2 separate regions of the Mus musculus genome follow, and region 1 is linked to region 2. Evidence: chromatin contacts called from public HiChIP or PLAC-seq data. All regions are on one chromosome and are shown on one strand. The core of a region is the stretch at or near the end of the contact, and the rest is flanking DNA. Distances in the headings are between cores, read along the strand shown. Region 1 has its middle 15 kb from the start of Lpar1. Region 2 overlaps Musk (muscle, skeletal, receptor tyrosine kinase).

The links. HiChIP or PLAC-seq counts read pairs in DNA pulled down with a chosen protein or histone mark.
Region 1: a CTCF HiChIP or PLAC-seq map of the NIH/3T3 cell line shows a contact between it and region 2, with 8 read pairs. The contact joins two enhancer-like sites.

What each region holds. Positions count from the first base shown.
Region 1 is chr4:58,566,989-58,569,984 of GRCm38.p6, forward strand. No RefSeq gene overlaps it. Among named protein-coding and RNA genes, the nearest start is that of Lpar1, 15 kb to the left of the region's middle. Within about 2 kb of position 1,528, at least 32 of the 459 cell types and tissues checked have an H3K27ac peak or open chromatin away from gene starts, as enhancers often do. A contact at or near this core is called in the NIH/3T3 cell line, where this site is marked.
Region 2 is chr4:58,357,927-58,360,722 of GRCm38.p6, forward strand. All of the region lies in intron 11 of Musk (muscle, skeletal, receptor tyrosine kinase), which reads left to right. Among named protein-coding and RNA genes, the nearest start is that of Musk, 73 kb to the left of the region's middle. Within about 2 kb of position 1,300, at least 8 of the 459 cell types and tissues checked have an H3K27ac peak or open chromatin away from gene starts, as enhancers often do. A contact at or near this core is called in the NIH/3T3 cell line, where this site is marked.

The sequences.
Region 1 (2,996 bases), core at 278-2,777, 210 kb after region 2:
CTTTTTCTGGTTTAAAAAGAAAAACCTATCACACTATTGGCATTTTATGACAGTCTTCCACTGTCATACACTGCTCCCAATATTTTTAAAGCACTCCTTAGAATCTACCAAGTAAGTATACCTAACTTAGTAGCTCAGCTCCTTAGAGTAATTATTTTAAAGGAACAAATGCGCCTTCAACTGTATGTCAAGTCTCACACTATGGGGAAAAGATAAAATGCTAACAAAATTCACAGCTTATACTAAAGAAATAAGAAGTACCTGTCTGTGTTCCAAGGTTTATCAAAACTAGATTTTAGAAGTGGATGCCCACAGTCAGCTAATGGATGGATCACAGGGCTCCCAATGGAGGAGCTAGAGAAAGTACCCAAGGAGCTAAAGGGATCTGCAACCCTATAGTTGGATCAACATTATGAACCAACCAGTACCCCGGAGCTCTTGACTCTAGCTGCATATGTATCAAAAGATGGCCTAGTCGGCCATCACTGGAAAGAGAGGCCCATTGGACACACAAACTTTATATGCCCCAGAACAGGGGAACGCCAGGGCCAAAAAGGGGGAGTGGGCGGGTAGGGGAGTGGGGGTGGGTGGGTATGGGGGACTTTTGGTATAGCATTGGAAATGTAAATGAGCTAAATACCTAATAAAAAATGGAAAGAAAAAAAAAAAGAACAAGTAGTTTAACTGTAGATAGTATTTACTAAGTGTTAAAAATTACCATAAATAAATTTAAAACTACAAAAAAAAAAAAAAAGAAAGAAATGACGGCTACTCCACTTGCTTCATCATATTGTATTGACTAGACACAAACTGGAGTCACACGAGAAGAAGGAACTGCAGTTGAAGATTTACCTCCATCAGACTGGCCTGTTGGCATGTCTGTTTTCTTGAATAGTGATTTCTGTTTCTTAATTAACTACTGATGTGGGAAGATCCAGCCCAGTGTGGACAGTGCCACTTCTAGGAAGGTGACCCTGGGTGATAAGAAAGCAAGCTGAGTAAATGGCCCAGAACAAGACAGCTGACAGCTTTCCTCCATTGTCCCTGCCTCTGCTCTTGCTTGAGTTCCTGCCCTGACTTCCCTCAATGGTAGACTGTGGTCTCGATATGTGAGCCAAATAAAACCTTTCGTCCCCCCCCAAAAAAAAAAAAAAAAACAAAAAAAAACTAGATTTTATCATGAACTAAGATTATCAATATTTAATTTAGATCCATTTAGAAGAGGCAATTGTCATTAAACTGTGTCTGGCCTGCCTAACAGGGTCGGCCCTTTCTTTCTTAGAAACTGCCTTGAAGAACACATTTATTTATGAAATACTGAATCCTCAGTGCCTTGAACTCCCCAGAGGCATGCTAAGTCTTTTTCTTTTACTTTTTTCTTTTCTTTTTTTTTTTTTTTTTTTTTTTTTTTTTGGGCCCTTGAAGAAAGATCTGAATTTAAATCGGCAACAGGGGAAGTGGGGGGAGGAGGCTTCTTCTGGTAACAGTGACCAGCCACAAGTGACCAGAGAAAGCTTCCTGTACGAAAGCCACTCACTCGCCTAGAAGTAGGGTTGGGTCATTACTCGCCTGTACGATCACCCACCCCAGAACGACATATGAATGCCAGATGGTTGGACCAGCTCCACGGAGAAACTGATATTTTCATTGTTTGGAACTTGGTTCTGTAGCTTTCTCCATGCAGCGATTTGATTGCAGCATTTAGAAAGTTGGAGAGTGTTCCCATAAATGATTCCACCCCACGAATGGGAGGTGGGGGCAGGCACATTAGCCTGTTTTTCCATTAGTATGTCATTCCCACTTTCTTACTCAGAGGTGGGTAATTCAGACAAGGTTCATAAAAAGAAAATGCATTTTGTGCTTCAGGATGCTTCCCTGCTTTGGGGAACTTGTTACTGAACAGTAAGTACTTCCATTGCCATTGTTCACGGAGTGCTTACACACGAATGTTCATGAAAAGGTTATGTCTTCGTTAGGGTTTTACTGCTGTGAACAGACACCATGACCGAGGCAAGTCTTATAAAAAACAACATTTAATTGGGGCTGGCTTACAGGTTCAGAGGTTCAGTCCATTATCATCAAGGTATCCAGGCAGGCATGGCACAGGAGGAGCTGAGAGTTCTATGTCTTCATCCAAAGGCGGCTAGTGGAAGACTGACTTCCAGGCAACTAGGGTGAGGATCTTATACCCACACCCACAGTGACACACCCATTCTAACCAGTTCACACCTATTCCAACAAGGCCACTCCTTCAGATGGTGCCACTCCCTGGTCCAAGGATATACAAACCATCACAGGTTATAACCATCATTAGCAAAGTTATGACTACATAGTCACGTGACTCTCGTGCTAGATCTTAACTCATCTTAAACATTTTATATCTATTAATATCGACTCATCTCAACATCACGTCAGTGCTGTGAGATAAGTACTGTTCTTTCTATCTTGAGAAACTAAGGCATGGGGAAGTCAGATTACTTACCTAAACCTAAGTAGGAGCAAATGGTGACATTGATTTTTAGCCCAAAGAAGGTTTTATAAACCCCCCTCACTGCACACTAAACTCTTTAAGTGTCAACAAATCTAGCTTGCTATAAGGGTATAGAAGCAATAGTCAGTTCTCTGCTACTTTTCCAATCCCCCCCCCCCCGTGTGTGTGTGTGTGTGTGTGTGTGTGTGTGTGTGTGTTGTTTTGAGACAGGGTCTCATAGTTCAGGTTGGTCTCATATTAACTGTGCAGCTGAATATGAGCTTGGACTTCCACCCTCCAGCAAATGCCTCCCAAGCGCTAGAGTTACAAGCAGGCACTACCAGGCTCAGTTTCTTGGTCCTGGATGATATGAATGGTCTTGCTATTATTGTGGTACAAAACCTGTCTACTGCAAGCCTGAGGCAACATCCCAGGGTGTCTAACCACAGGTCAATAAAGCCAGTATTTCATGGATCATAGAAAAATACCACGTTAGTATATTTAAGCAATAAAGATTTGATTTCCT
Region 2 (2,796 bases), core at 50-2,549:
AAGGTTTTCATTGCTGTGAAGAGACACCATGACCACAGCCATTCTTACAAAGGGAACATTTAAACTGGGGCTGGCTTACAGTTTCAGAGGTTTTGTTCATTATCATCGTGGTGGGGAAAAGGTGATATGCAGGCTGATGTGGTGCTGAAGAAGGAGCTGAGAGTTCTACCACTGGCAGCAGGAGGAGACTGTGTACCATACTGGGCATAGCTTGAGTGTAGAAGACCACAAAACCTACCCCCACAGTGACACACTTCCTCCAACCCACTTCAATAAGGCCACACCTCCTAATATACCACTCTCTATGGGCCAAGCATTCAAACACATCAGACCACGGAGGCCATTTCCATTCATACCACCACAGTTGGGTTTTATTGTTGTTGCTTCAGGATACCCTATTTTCAGTATAATACTTGCAACATTAAACCAAATGATTTTAAAAGGGTCATCAGAAGAGCCAGAAAAACAGCTCAAAGGGTAAATCCTGATGGATCAATCCCTGGGACCCACAGGAAGAAGGAGAGAAATAGCTCCTACAAGTTGAAATACTGAGCAACACAAACTAGCCACAGATACTAATTTCCTAGTCTTTGGAAAACAATTTTATGAGATTTTTGATAGATTTGAGAAAATTAGCTCCAAATGTTGTCAAGGGATTGCTTTTTCTGCATGTAGGTGGGTTCTGTCTATGCTCTCTGAGTTAAAAGCAAGCAGTCATCTCTGTTATCGTAATCTAGCAACGTGTCCTTATTACACACAGCAACTTGTGCTCTATGGAATATAGTGAGTCCTCAAATAGTCCTTGCTTTATGGTTTTTTTAAAGATCTTTTTACATTTAGTGTGTGTGTGTGTGTGTGTGTGTGTGTGTGTGTGTGTGTGTGTGTGTGTGTTCACATGCATCCACAGGTCAGAGGACAAATTATGAGAGTCAGTTCTACTATATGAGTCCTGGGAATCAAACTCAGTGCACCAGGCTCAACTGTGAACATCTGACCCACTGAGCCATCTTGATGGTCCTGCTTTTTGATTTCTTAATAAATTCCAAAAATCATTTCTAGTTCACAAGGGGGGTGCATTAGAGCGGTTTTTTTTAAAAATCCTTCTTTATCTTTGTCTTATCATCTTCTTGCTCAAACATGGGAACTAGGGTTTCAGTAGTTTCTGGGTTTGTTTTACTTTGCTGAAGTGAAATATCTCCTTGAACACGTCATGACTGTAAGATATTTACATTACTCTGTGCTGAGCATACTGTTGGTCTCTTCTGTGGGATGTCACATACCTTCCAGGCACAGTCAGCAGGGAACATGCCCTCTGTTTCAAAACCTTTGAAGAAGAGAAGTGCAGTCTGGCTTATTCTGGTCATGGAGAACTACACTCCATCCATTTTCTTGTCCCTTCCAACTTTCTCATCACTCAAGAACCTGGGGAGTGAATGACCGTGTGCCAAATCCTGACAAACCGATTAGTATGGTGGGTATACAGTCTCTCCTAAGCCCCCCACGGCCCTATAAGAGTGTGTGCCATGACCATGCTCCACTCCACATCCTAGTCAATGTGAGAAACAGGTCAACTGGCTTGTCCCACATGACCTGTCTAGTGTTGGGGAAAGCCAATATTCAAGCCCCAGTTTGTCTGATTAGGGCTACATCACCAAAGTCTAATTTTTACATCGTTTTAGCTTACGCTTCTCTATTACCTTCTTTTAAAAAAAATAAGTATTTATTCACTTTACAGCCCAGTATCAGCCCTTCCTCTCCTCCCAGTACCTCCTCACAAAAGTTCTCCCCCCATTCCACCTTTTCCCTCTTTAAGTGTCCCTCTGAGTGTCGCTCCCCCCTCCACGCACAAGTCGCTGCAGGACGAGGTGGATCCTCTCCCACTGAGGGCAGACAAGGTGGACAATTTAGGGGAATGGCATTCGCAGGTAGGCGAACAGGCAGCAGACTCAGAGATATCCCCTGCTTCTGTTGTTGGGGGACCCGCGTGAAGACCAAGCTGCTTATCTGCTACATATGTGCAGAGGGTTTAGGTCCAGCCTGTGCTAGCTCTTTGGCTGGTGGTTCAGTCTCTGGGAGCCCCTAAGGTCCAGGTCAGTTAACACTGTCCTCTTCATGTCCATCAATCCTTCTCTCAATTCTTCTCTAAGACCCCCCGCAGCTCCATCTAATGCTTGAGTGTGAGTCTTTGCATGTCTTTCCACTGGCTGCTGGATGGAGCCTCTCAGAGGACAGTTATGCTGGGTTCCTGTCTGCAAGCATAACTGAGTATAATTAATAGTATCAGGGCTCTTGCCCATGGAATGGGTCTCAATTTGGGGCAGTCTTGGTTGGCCATTCCTTTAGTCTCTGCTCTTTGTCACTGCACATCTTGTAGGCAAGAAACATTTTGGGTTGAAGACATTTGTCTATGTTCATAGCAGCTTTATTTGTAATAGCCAGAAACTGGAAACAATGTAGATGTCTCTCAACTGGAGAATGGATACAGAAAATGTGCTACATCTACATAATGGAATACTATTCAGCTACTAAAAACAAGGGCATCATGAATTTCTTAGGCAAATGTATAGAACTAGAAAATATGATCCTGAACAAGGTAACCCAGATTCAAAAGGACATGCATAGCATGTATTCACTTATAAGTGGATATTAGCCATAAAGTACAGGATAACCACACTATAATCAACAGACCCTTAGAGCCCAAATAACCAGGAGGGCCCAAGGGAGGATGCTTGAATCTTTCTCAGAAGGGGAAACAAAATAGATATGAGAGGTCTATGGAAGGAAAGAACTGGGTGG